2 separate regions of the Hordeum vulgare genome follow, and region 1 is linked to region 2. Evidence: chromatin contacts called from public Hi-C data. All regions are on one chromosome and are shown on one strand. The core of a region is the stretch at or near the end of the contact, and the rest is flanking DNA. Distances in the headings are between cores, read along the strand shown. Region 1 holds the start of LOC123443165 (probable tRNA N6-adenosine threonylcarbamoyltransferase, mitochondrial). Region 2 has its middle 79 kb from the start of LOC123439635.

Region 1 (5,392 bases), core at 2,805-5,304, 770 kb after region 2:
GCTCCACCACCATCACCGCCACATCGTCGTGCTGCCGGAGAATTCAGCTACCTTTTCGTGTATCTTGCTAGATCAAGAAGGTGGAGATCGTCATCGAGTTGTACGTGTGTTGAACATGGAGGTGTCGTCCGTTCGGTACTGGATTGGGACGGAGTTTGTGGGATGCTTGCGATTTGGATCACGAAGACGTTCGACTACATCAACCGCGTTTCTTAATGCTTCCCGCTTAGAGATCTACAAGGGTATGTGGATCCGATCTCCCCTCTCGTAGATGATCATCACCATGATAGGTTTTTCGTGTGCGTAAGAAATTTTTTGTTTCCCATGCAACGTTCCCCAACACCTTCGTGATCGCGGGCGACAACTCTTCCTTGAAACCGTGGTCGTGTCAGTTGCGGTGCGGTGGCAATGCCAGCTCCTGCTTAACTCATCGGCGAGTGTGCCTCCTCCTTGACGGTAGGCAACAACGAGGGCGGCGGCGTACCACGTTCGAAGCGACTTCTCCATCAGCACCTCGATCTGATGGACAGACTCCTCGTTCGTCTCTACGGCCTCCAAGAGGGGGCGCGATTGACGACCGGTGGCCCTTACTGCAGCGACGCTTGGTCCTCCTCATCGCTGGAGGAGATGGCGATCTCCTCCTTGTCATAGGAGCTAACGACCATGGAACCCGAGGGCCCTAGAGAGCAAGGGCGGTGGCGCCAAGATGTGTAGGAAGATCCGGAGTCGTCGCCACCATAGAGAACCACAACTTGGGTATGGCTTGGATGGGAGGAGGAGGAGAAGGAGTTGAGAAAAGCATCTAAGCACAAAATGTGGATGTGGATCACCGTGGCACGAATTATATAGGCGTGGCCAGGCGAGGCGAACAAACAATCAACCCGCTCCAATGTCACACAACGACCGAAGTTGGTTTCTATAGATGGCGCATCCGCATTGAAGCGGCGACACCCATCTAGTTTTGTCAGTCAGCGCCACCCCGTGCGGTCACATCATGCGACATCAATGCTCGTCGCTCGGTTCTAGGCCGACATGAATGTGATGCGGGAAACCTTGCACCCGTCATAGAGAAAGTGTGGGAGAGGGTTTTGGGTGGATCCGGGGTGTCGGGCGCTTACAAAGCCGTCCGTGCTTGCCTCCGGTTTGCGAAAAATGAACATCTAGACTATTGGATGGCAAAACAAGTCTGAAGCGCGGTATGGATGAATGCAGGGGTTTGAGGTTAGAGTTAGAGATGCAAACACACATAAAATATCTTAGGAAATTGTTTAAAATCAATCAACTTAATTGCCTATCTCGTAAGCCACGTTAAACCCGCGACACGTGTCCTGCCTGCATGCGCGTTCTCCCTTCCCCTCATTCTTATTCCCACCACTACACCTACTTTATCCTCTCGTCCCATTATTCTTCACCAAACCACTGCCGACTGCATCTTCTCTCGTTGCAGGAAAGCTTCGTCGCCGGCCCGGGTGCTACGATGGAGCTTCGGAAAGGCGGTTAGTGCAGCGACGGAGCACCGCCGCGCAACAGTGGCGCTACGGTGAAGCTTCATCGGAGGCTATTCGGGTGCCGCGACGGAACTCTCCGTGCCGGCTGCGCGCTGTAGTGAAACATTACTGGCGGGTGTCCGCTGTTGCGATGGAACTCACCGTGCCGGCTGCACGCTGCAGTGAAACATCACCGATGGTTGTCGGCTGGTGTGATAGAACTCATCGCGCCGACTGCACGCTGCAGTGAAACATTGCCGACGGTCGTCGACAATTGTGATGGAACTCGCCGCGCCGGCTACGTGCTGCAGTGAAACATCACCGGCGGTCTTTGGTTGCTGTGATGGAGCACCGATGGAGCGCGGCCATGCCGACGACGGTGTTGTTGTGAAGCATCGCTTGTGACGTCGAGCGTTGCGATGGAGCACCGACTACGTCGGTGTTGGCGCTGCAGTAAAGCGTCATCGACGGTGAAGCATAGCTGCCTTGTGGCGAGATAGTGCGCCCGAGGCGGCGTTGCTTCAAACGGTGACATGTTTCGGTTTGCTCCTGCTGCGGCTCCGAGTAGAGGAGGGAGACGACCCCGTGAGATTCCGTTGACTGCATCCAACGAGTGACAAGCACTGGATCTATTGATTTCTAATCAGTCGGTTGATCCGTAGCAGGCACCAAAATCTTATGACTAAGTTTTGTATTTTAAAATAATTTGTACCCTTCAATAATTTTAATTTTAGTTTTCTATAAAAAAATTACTTTATCTAGTTTTCTAGTGCATTTCACCTTAAAGGCATGTTTGGAATGGGTGTAAGATTTTACACCTGTATTTATCTTACAAGTGTAAATTACCAGTCGGGCATGCTTGGTTCATCTTTTGGGCCCAAAAACACCTGTAAAATATACCCATGTGAAAAAAATACGGATGGGCCTCATACAGGTGATTGGTATGTCGTTTTGGGGTTGTAATTTTTACACTAGTTTTCTCGGTTACACCCGTAAGGCTGCATTTGGAACGTTGTTTTTGTTCCACCCTTGTAACATTTTACACCTGTATTATACCAGCCTACAACCAAATACACGCGCAGGATTGTATTTTCATTCCGCTTTCTAGCCTCCGTTTGAAATGTTGTTTTTCTCCCACCCATATAACCTGGCTGCCATAGCCCAGACTTTCAAAAACACAAACTTCCAACAACAGCAGACTTTCAGCAACACAGAATGCACTTATAACAACATAAATTTTCAAATACACAGATACAGACTTGAAAACAGCACAGACTGCACTTCCATACATATTGCACAGGTATACAATGAGCTAATTATTTTATTTATATAACAGTACCACAACATAAACAAAAGATAATATTTTTGCATTTGAACATAGTTTCGATAACTCATAGTGCTCAAAATCAACAGTTTAAATTACAAATTTATTGAGGCATACTTGTCTCGTCTCGTCCGCTGCTACATAACCAAAGTTAGGACTCGCAATTGTTCAATCATTGTGCATTTAGACATAAAGTATTTTAGAAAGATTAATCCTCGAGAATAGTTCAAGCAGTGAAGCAGCTTCAGGGCAGAAGACCATGTTGATAAGTAACAACAACAACATCTGCATAAGTAACAAGAGCTTGTCATGATTCAAGAAACTGCTATGAAATAATCATATCTTCATGTTCGAAAGAAACTAAACAAAGAGAAGCATCCAAACTAATAAAATTAATGTGCAATAGCAGGCACTAGCAGTTAAATCCCTAATAAATCTACAGAAATGTCCAATCATTGTGTGATGTACACCACCATCAGCTATTGGACCACAACAGTGAGCCCATACTATTAGAAGGGCGACGGTGAAGTTAATCACTATGGCATCGACTCATACACAGCAGCAATGAGATCCACTGGTAATCAGTTTTTGCGATGCACAACAACACGTTTCAACATCCATTTAAGGCCTGCTTGGTTGGTCGTTTTGGGCCTCAATACAACTGTAAAATATACCTCTATAAGAAAAATACGAATGGGCCTCTCATAGCTGCTTGGTTGGTTTTGGGCCGTAGAATGTACACTAGTTTTCTAATTTACACCTGTAATAGGCTCGTCGCTGATACACACCACATCCCGTCGTTTTTCCCCCACAGCCGGTCGTTTCTCCCCACATCCTCAGGCCGGCCCCGCCCCGCCCAGCCGCCGGCCGGCCCCGCCCCGCCCCGCCGCCGGCCGCCCTGCCCCGCCGCCGGCCGCCCTGCCCCGCCGCCGGCCGCCCTGCCCCGCCGCCGGCCGGCCCCGCCCCGCCCCGCCGCCGGCCGCCCCGCCCCGCCGCCGGCCGGCCAGGCCCCGCCCCGCCCACCCTGCAGTCTGCCCCACCCCGCTGTGAGCTTCGTTCTTCTTCCCTGTAAACAGATACTGTAAACAGATATTGCTGCTTATTTGTTAGATGGATGTATGGATTTGCTGCTTATTTGTTAGATGGATGGATGGATGGATTTGCTGCTTATTTGTTAGATGGATGGATGGATGGATTTGCTGCTTATTTGTTAGATGGATGGATGAATTTGCTGCTTATTTGTTAGATGGATGGATGAATTTGCTTCTATCTAAGGGCAGTACAGACATTTCAACACACAACACTTTCCAGAATCTCAAACTACAATCTCTGAAAAGAACTCGACCACAGATTCTGGGAGAAGCAGATTCTGGGAGAATTTTCCATAATCCTGATTCTCTAGAATCCAGGGTGAAAAGAACTGGGCCCTCCTCTCGCTAAACCAGATCGGATCGAGGGCTACATCGTCGAGGGGCTCCACCAGATCGAGGGCTGCGCCGCCGGGGGGCTCCACCGGATCGAGGGTTGCGCCGCTGGATCGGATAGAGGGCGCCACCGGGTCGAGACGGACGAAGCAACGACAGAGGCTCCTGACCTCGACGGAGGATCGCTGCTGACCTCGACGGAGACTCCCTCCTCCAACCGCGACGGCGACTCCCTCCTCCTCCTCCACGGCTCGCTCCTTACCTCGACGGAGGGTCGCTCCTGATCTTGACGAAGGCTCTCTGCTGACCTCGACGGACACTCCCTCCTCCAACCGCGACGGCGACTCCCTCCTCCTCCTCCACGGCCTCCTCTGCTCCATCGAAGGTATGTTCCTTCCTCTTGTGCCCTCCTCCTTTGCTCCTCCTTGCAGTTGAAGTAGTAAAAGCCGGCGACGGGGTGCTCCTCCTTGTAGTAGTAAAAGCTCATTTGTTTATGATAGTTACAAATTCATGAATTGATGAATGGTTGAATGGATGAGATAATAACAACAAAAAGAAAATATATCCTTGGCATGTGTTAGTCTCTGCGAATTTTATGCGACGCATATGCTAGTTGAAGAACCAGAAATATGTTGTTTAGATTCATGAAACGCTTGAGTTACCGTTGGTTTGTGACCGTCTGGGCGTTGATTTTGGCTGGAGGATGGTATAATACAAGTGTAAAATATTATAGGTGTGGTAGAAAAACAACATTCTAAACGCGGCCTCAACAGTTGATTTCTGCATGAATCAAAACCATAGTTGCCAAAATCCGGGTCGGCCGGGTCGAGGAACGGGGTCGCGGGACGAGGGTCGATACTGGTGAATTGATGGGTCGATTGAGGTAGGCTTCTCCGGAACGTCAGATCAGGACGCGGTACGTGATCCCAGGTCGACTGGTGCGGGTCGATCACAATTTATTCGTATAAAAGTTGGATACAATTACTCTTTAAAGCCCAATTAAGCCCATTAGCCCTTCTAACGTGACCTAATGCTTCGATCTCTCAAGCCCATGCATCTGGTTGTTTCTGCTACACGCCGCCGCTCCTCTTTCTCAGCCGCAAAGGCGGATGGATGATCTGTGCCTCCCTCCCATAGCCTTCTCCTTTGTTCATCCT
Region 2 (5,555 bases), core at 630-3,129:
TCTTGAAGAAAATTTGAAAATACAACATTTTCTTTTGAAATGATGAACAATATTCTAAAGGTGACATTTTTTTCTAAATGTGCGATTTTTTAATAAAAAGGAAGAATTATTTTTTGAATTTGTGAACAAAAGATAATGATATAATTTTTTTTGAACTTCTGAACATTTTTTGAATTTTTGAACAAAATTCGAAATTCTCAAGAACAAGAAAGAGAAGAAATGCATTTATATAAATGAAAAAGGAAAAAAAGAAACTGAAAAAAATAAAGAAAAGAAAAAAAGAAACATGAAAAAATGTAATTGAAACAGTAGAAATTTCTCGCATAGCGGCTCCCGCTATACATAATGCATAGTTGAATCCGGGTCATGTGCACTTGTTTTGTACGGCCCAAACAGACAAAAGTTCTCTCAAATACAGCCCTTGACACACTGTTTTCGCCATTACAATGTTAATACAAATGATTTTCTGTAATCTGGACCCACATGATGCCCTTTTGAAACTTCAAATCAAACATTGCAAAATTTAGAAATTATGAAAACATTTGATACATATATAGAATGCATGTCTTTCCTGGTTTTGGTAGAAAAGATGGTAATTCACAAAGCAGTTTAAAGGGCCAAAAACCAGGAGTGGTTCTCCTCCAATCCAAAAAAAAAGGAGTGGTTCTCCGATGCACTGACCAACTTGATCAAGACTCAAGAGACTGGTTCTTCATACACTCCGGTTGGACTAAATCACCTAGACCAATGGGAGCTTCAACTATAATCAGTCCACATCCACGAAGATCGAGACGGATGGAAGTATACCGTAACAAGGTCGTTAAGTAACACGAAAAGTCAGCGAGCTTAAAATTCTCCTAAAACTGATTTTGATATATAACTTATTCCAAATACTAGTCATCCTTTTTTTTCTCGGGGGCAAATAAAAACTGTGCCAATTAGGAGGGTGTTCGGAATCTCTCCCGTTTAAAACTCCACTCCGTGGAAGGAGTCCGATTTTAGCCACTCCTCAAAATTATGCTGACGCTCCCTCCGCTCCAGGAGCCGCTGTCGTAGAGCAGAGAGGATCCGAACACGTCCTAGCTACAGGCAGGACGATTCTAAGGGGGGACTAGGGGGGCTAGACCCCCTAAGAAATTGATTTTTTCTATTATAATAATGATTGTTGTAGTTAATTTTGTTTACTTCATATAAACTTTGACCCTTTCATGAATAAATTTGACCCCCCTATGCTTGCATACTAGCTTCGTCCCTGGCTACAGGAAATAATGGACAGTGGCGTTGTCAAGCAAAGAAGCACGCAAGCTCATTTTGTCCACAGTCATCTTCACGTCACGGTCTTTGGAACAAGGCCCGCTATCTCTCTCTACAGGAGCGTGACGGGTCAGGAGGAGCACCGGAGAAAAGAAAAAAAGCTTTGCTTGGCTGCTTCCCCAAGCGTACGTACTACGTAGACTCGGAGTCGTCGTGCCCACCCCACTCACGCCCGGAAGTCGTCGTGTAACCTTCATTTCGGAGGTAACAGATGCCGGATGAAAGCTCAATCCGTTGGGTCAGGCAAGGAAGAAAACCAATTTGTCTGTGGCCGATGGTTAGTACAGTATGCACGCCGTTGTGTTTCTCAAAGATTCTACTAATGATCTACGCATGCGGGTCGTACTGGTTAGTCCATAACACGTTCAAACGTGCAGAGGATGACGATGATGGCTCTAGCAAGATCGCTGAATCATGGGCACTGAACCGAGCCACTGAGCAAGTGATGACGTGCTTGGATAGTCGATGCGCGAACGGGGACAGGCACAAGGGGACGGCGCAGGCCGGCGTTTCCACGGAGGTGGCCCGCGAGGCGGACGTGGGCGATGGGCACTTCTTTGGATCCTTGCTCGCCTGCCCGGGTTGCCCGGTCGTTTTGTTTGAATCGTCGCACGTCCTTCCAAGGGGGAAGATAACGATCCACGAATCTCAGACCTGCTGGCGTTCCGGCATGCCGAATCTACAGCGAGTTCGATCGGCCACTGACCAATCATGTCCGTGTACAGAACCATACATTATTCCATGTTGCTGACAGCGTACGTACTGATCGATCAACTGGACGATCCAGGCTCCAGCGCTAGGATTTGTTTACGACCTGCAAGCCTTGGAACCTTGCGGCCTGGTGGTTAGTTGGTTTAGCCTGCAAAACTATGCCAGTGTTGTATGTCTATATCTATACAGCCCCACTCGATTTGTCTGTAACACGTAGTTCTTTTATAGGAGGAAATCCAGGCGCACTCGATCTGTCTGTGACTACAAATTTTACATAAACATCAGGTTATATGTTAATGATAAATTATGGGGAAACTAAAATGTCGTTTAAAACTATTTATGCTTGTGAGTGAATTTATAAACCACTGTGAGGGAAGATCTCCAACCATACATAACCATTCGATTTCACCTATTATGCTAAACCAAAGACATAAATGGAACTCGCCCATTCGAGTCGAATCGAACATGGCATTTCACTCCACTTTGTTGAACAATCAAATACACCTTAAATGGCATCACCGGGACTGAGCAGATCTCCGTGGCTCCGCGCTGGCCAGCTGCTCAGTAGTGAATTATGAACCCTAACACAGATGATTTGTTGATTTTTTAATCAAGAATTAGTATATTAATACAAGATGATACCATTACATCTGGCGTCCATTACTTTCATTGAATCTCGTTTTATTCTAACACGTTATCAGCACATAGACTCTACCTGAAAGAAATCGCATGAGAGAAGCCTCCATGCATGCTTGGTGGCAACTAGATGTGGCGTCTCCATCTAGCCCTCGTGGCGGCGCCTTGATTACGTCGCTGGATGCGTTTGTACGGGGCCGTCAATCAACGTGATCCGGTGGCTAGGCGACAAAACAACGTTGCTATGACATGGTAGTACGGTAAGAGATAGTCCTCCATAAGCAAATCGAAGGCACAGACGAGCACTTCTGCAGGAGGCAACGAAACAACGGCCACCACCGCGGCACCAGCCCCGGCCGGCCTTTTCGCGTGCCGTTGGCGGAGACGACTGGGCGTAGTGAGCGCGGCGACAGCTGGCTGTGCACGGCTTCAAGCCAACTACTACGGCCACTACATTGCTCCGGTGTTGGGCGACATCAACTCGGCGGTGACATCGTCGAGAACGTATGAACAACCATGATGTAGTTCTTCTTCGACGACACACGACACCGTCCACGATGATACTCTGCAGGAATCGCTACCACGAAAAATGTCAAAGAAGACATATTAGAAAAGGGATACACGCTTCCCGGTAACTCGGCACGGCAAGTCCCCGATGATCCGTCTGAAGGCAAGGCGCCATCAGGTGCTCAGTCCGTCGAGCCACAGGAAGACGGCACAGCGCGTCTCACACGCTTGCACGTCACGGCGCTCTTCTCTTCAGCCCACCGGCATAGGGGTGACACCCAGCCAACGCGGCGGCCCTCGGCTCGTGATGTTCTTCGACTCGTACCCGAAGCGCTCTTCCCCAACGCACCCTCCCGCTGAGCGGCAGCACAAGAACACAAGAAGCATACAAATCGTGTAGGCGAGGCCACATGCATAAACAACGGCGTGTTTTCCAAACGCCATCACACACTCACGCACAAGATAAGCATTTGGGGAAACCTTATCCCTTCGGTAGGTTTGCAGTTTGGCATTTCCTAGTTTATTATTAACAGAAATACCCAGTCCTCAAGCTAGACTTTTATGTCTTTCTAAATTGCATGAAATATAATTATGTACCATCTACATCGTGAAATATCATTTGAAGCCTCATGTCCTCATATATTTACATAAAATACAAATTATTAAATTGCATCTATATGTATTACCACGGTGATACTAATGCAAAAGAATGTTTTGTGTACATTTATTCCTTCGGAATTTAAGACATGTGTGTTTAGGACAACAATTATAACTTTGCCATGGAAATTAAATTTTCTTCCAAACATTGATATAAACTCAAATAAGAGTTATAAAGTGTCATACTTAATATGACTTGCGCAAAATTTGTTTGTGAATCACAAGCTATTGATTACATCTACTACACAATTCATAGATTATTCATCATTACTGTGGGGTCTACATCTTGTCATTTTAACGAGATGATTACCTTCAAAGTGCTCTTCCAAATATTAATATTAGCTGTGACTACCTCAAGATATCATAAGGTAATACTGGCATCTACTGCATAATTTTACAGATTATCCACTATTACTGTAAGGTCTACATCATGTCATTCTCACAGATGATTACCTTCCAAGTGATTTTCTTAAATATAGCATAACATAAGGTAATAGAATTATGAACATCTACTGACAAAAGTCGGACTATGTTTTCTATTACTGCGAGATCTACGTCATATTGGTGATTATTTTCAAAGTGTTATCCTATATAAATTGAGGTTACACATATGGCTATATGGCATCAGCCATACTAAAATTTGCTCCTCTGAAGCAATTGTTGTTGTTCAGTAAAATGATTTACTATCGTAGTAAATTCATGCATGATTATTGCATGTTGAATGGTATTATCTACCAATATCAATTATTCAAGCCTCATTTTCCTTGAATATGTCATAGAAAACTATGAAAATATTTGCATATGCCTGTGATTACCTTCTACTACATTCGTAAAATGCATGGCAATGGAGCCTACATCACTATTTCTAATTATAATGTCATCCATCCATCAAGATGGATGCCATAATTTATAGCGAGTGTCTCAAACACTATTGCAAGATCCACATCACATTGTGGTTGTTATTTTCATAGTGGCTAAGCAATGTTAAAATTGCAAAGTCTATATTTTGGCTATAACTCTAAAGTCACACTTTTCTCACAAATGAAGCCCAAAACATTAGCAACGATTTTATCGCATGCACTATATTGAAGGTTTACACCCCATGTTCACCAAGCATCACCTTGAAGGATTGTGCTCAACAAGATCATTATATCAATATATTTTATTTTACTCCTAGAAGTACATTAAATAAATGCATTATAATTTTTAAGTAATGCATGGCTGTCGTTTCCAAATACAGTAGATGCATGATTTGATGGGAGTATTTATCATAAGATGATTCGTGACATCAGTCATTATATCCACATGCCGCATTTGTGGCCACTATAACTCCACCTTCGAAATATATGTCATGGCTATTCTCTTAATAGCTAAATATGTTTATATGTATTTCGTGTGTCGCCAACTTCACTTGGTTCTCAAACTAAGTACATGATGGACGAATATTTATTCATCTTGAATATTTCCTTTAAGAGAAACATGCTGCCATGAGCACATCGCGAATAATCACACATTCGTTTCTCAAGACCTCAGTTCTATCGCATCTCACATTTCTGTCACTCAATCAAATTTAAGTTGAGATCTCATGATAAAATATTTTCTTCCGAAGATCCAGTTGAAAAGCCCTCGATACACTTTACATCTTCTGATGATAGTCCTACCATTTTTATGATGAAGAAACATGGAATTTCATAAAATCATCAGATTCACCCAACAGGTCTATTCCATTA

The links. A called contact is a pair of places that touch in the nucleus more often than the background predicts.
Region 1: a contact with region 2 is called in a Hi-C map of leaf, with 2.8 times the contacts expected there. The contact joins the promoter of LOC123443165 here to the enhancer-like site in region 2. A contact is called at or near these places in 2 of 6 Hi-C or Micro-C datasets (leaf and seedling).

What each region holds. Positions count from the first base shown.
Region 1 is chr3H:113,637,738-113,643,129 of MorexV3_pseudomolecules_assembly, forward strand. It overlaps LOC123443165 (probable tRNA N6-adenosine threonylcarbamoyltransferase, mitochondrial), which reads left to right and starts at 4,055. Exons shown (of 15, transcript XM_045119454.1): 1 at 4,055-4,620.
Region 2 is chr3H:112,869,257-112,874,811 of MorexV3_pseudomolecules_assembly, forward strand. No RefSeq gene overlaps it. Among protein-coding and RNA genes, the nearest start is that of LOC123439635, 79 kb to the left of the region's middle. Within about 2 kb of position 1,880, at least 3 of the 3 cell types and tissues checked have open chromatin away from gene starts, as enhancers often do. A contact at or near this core is called in leaf and seedling, where this site is marked.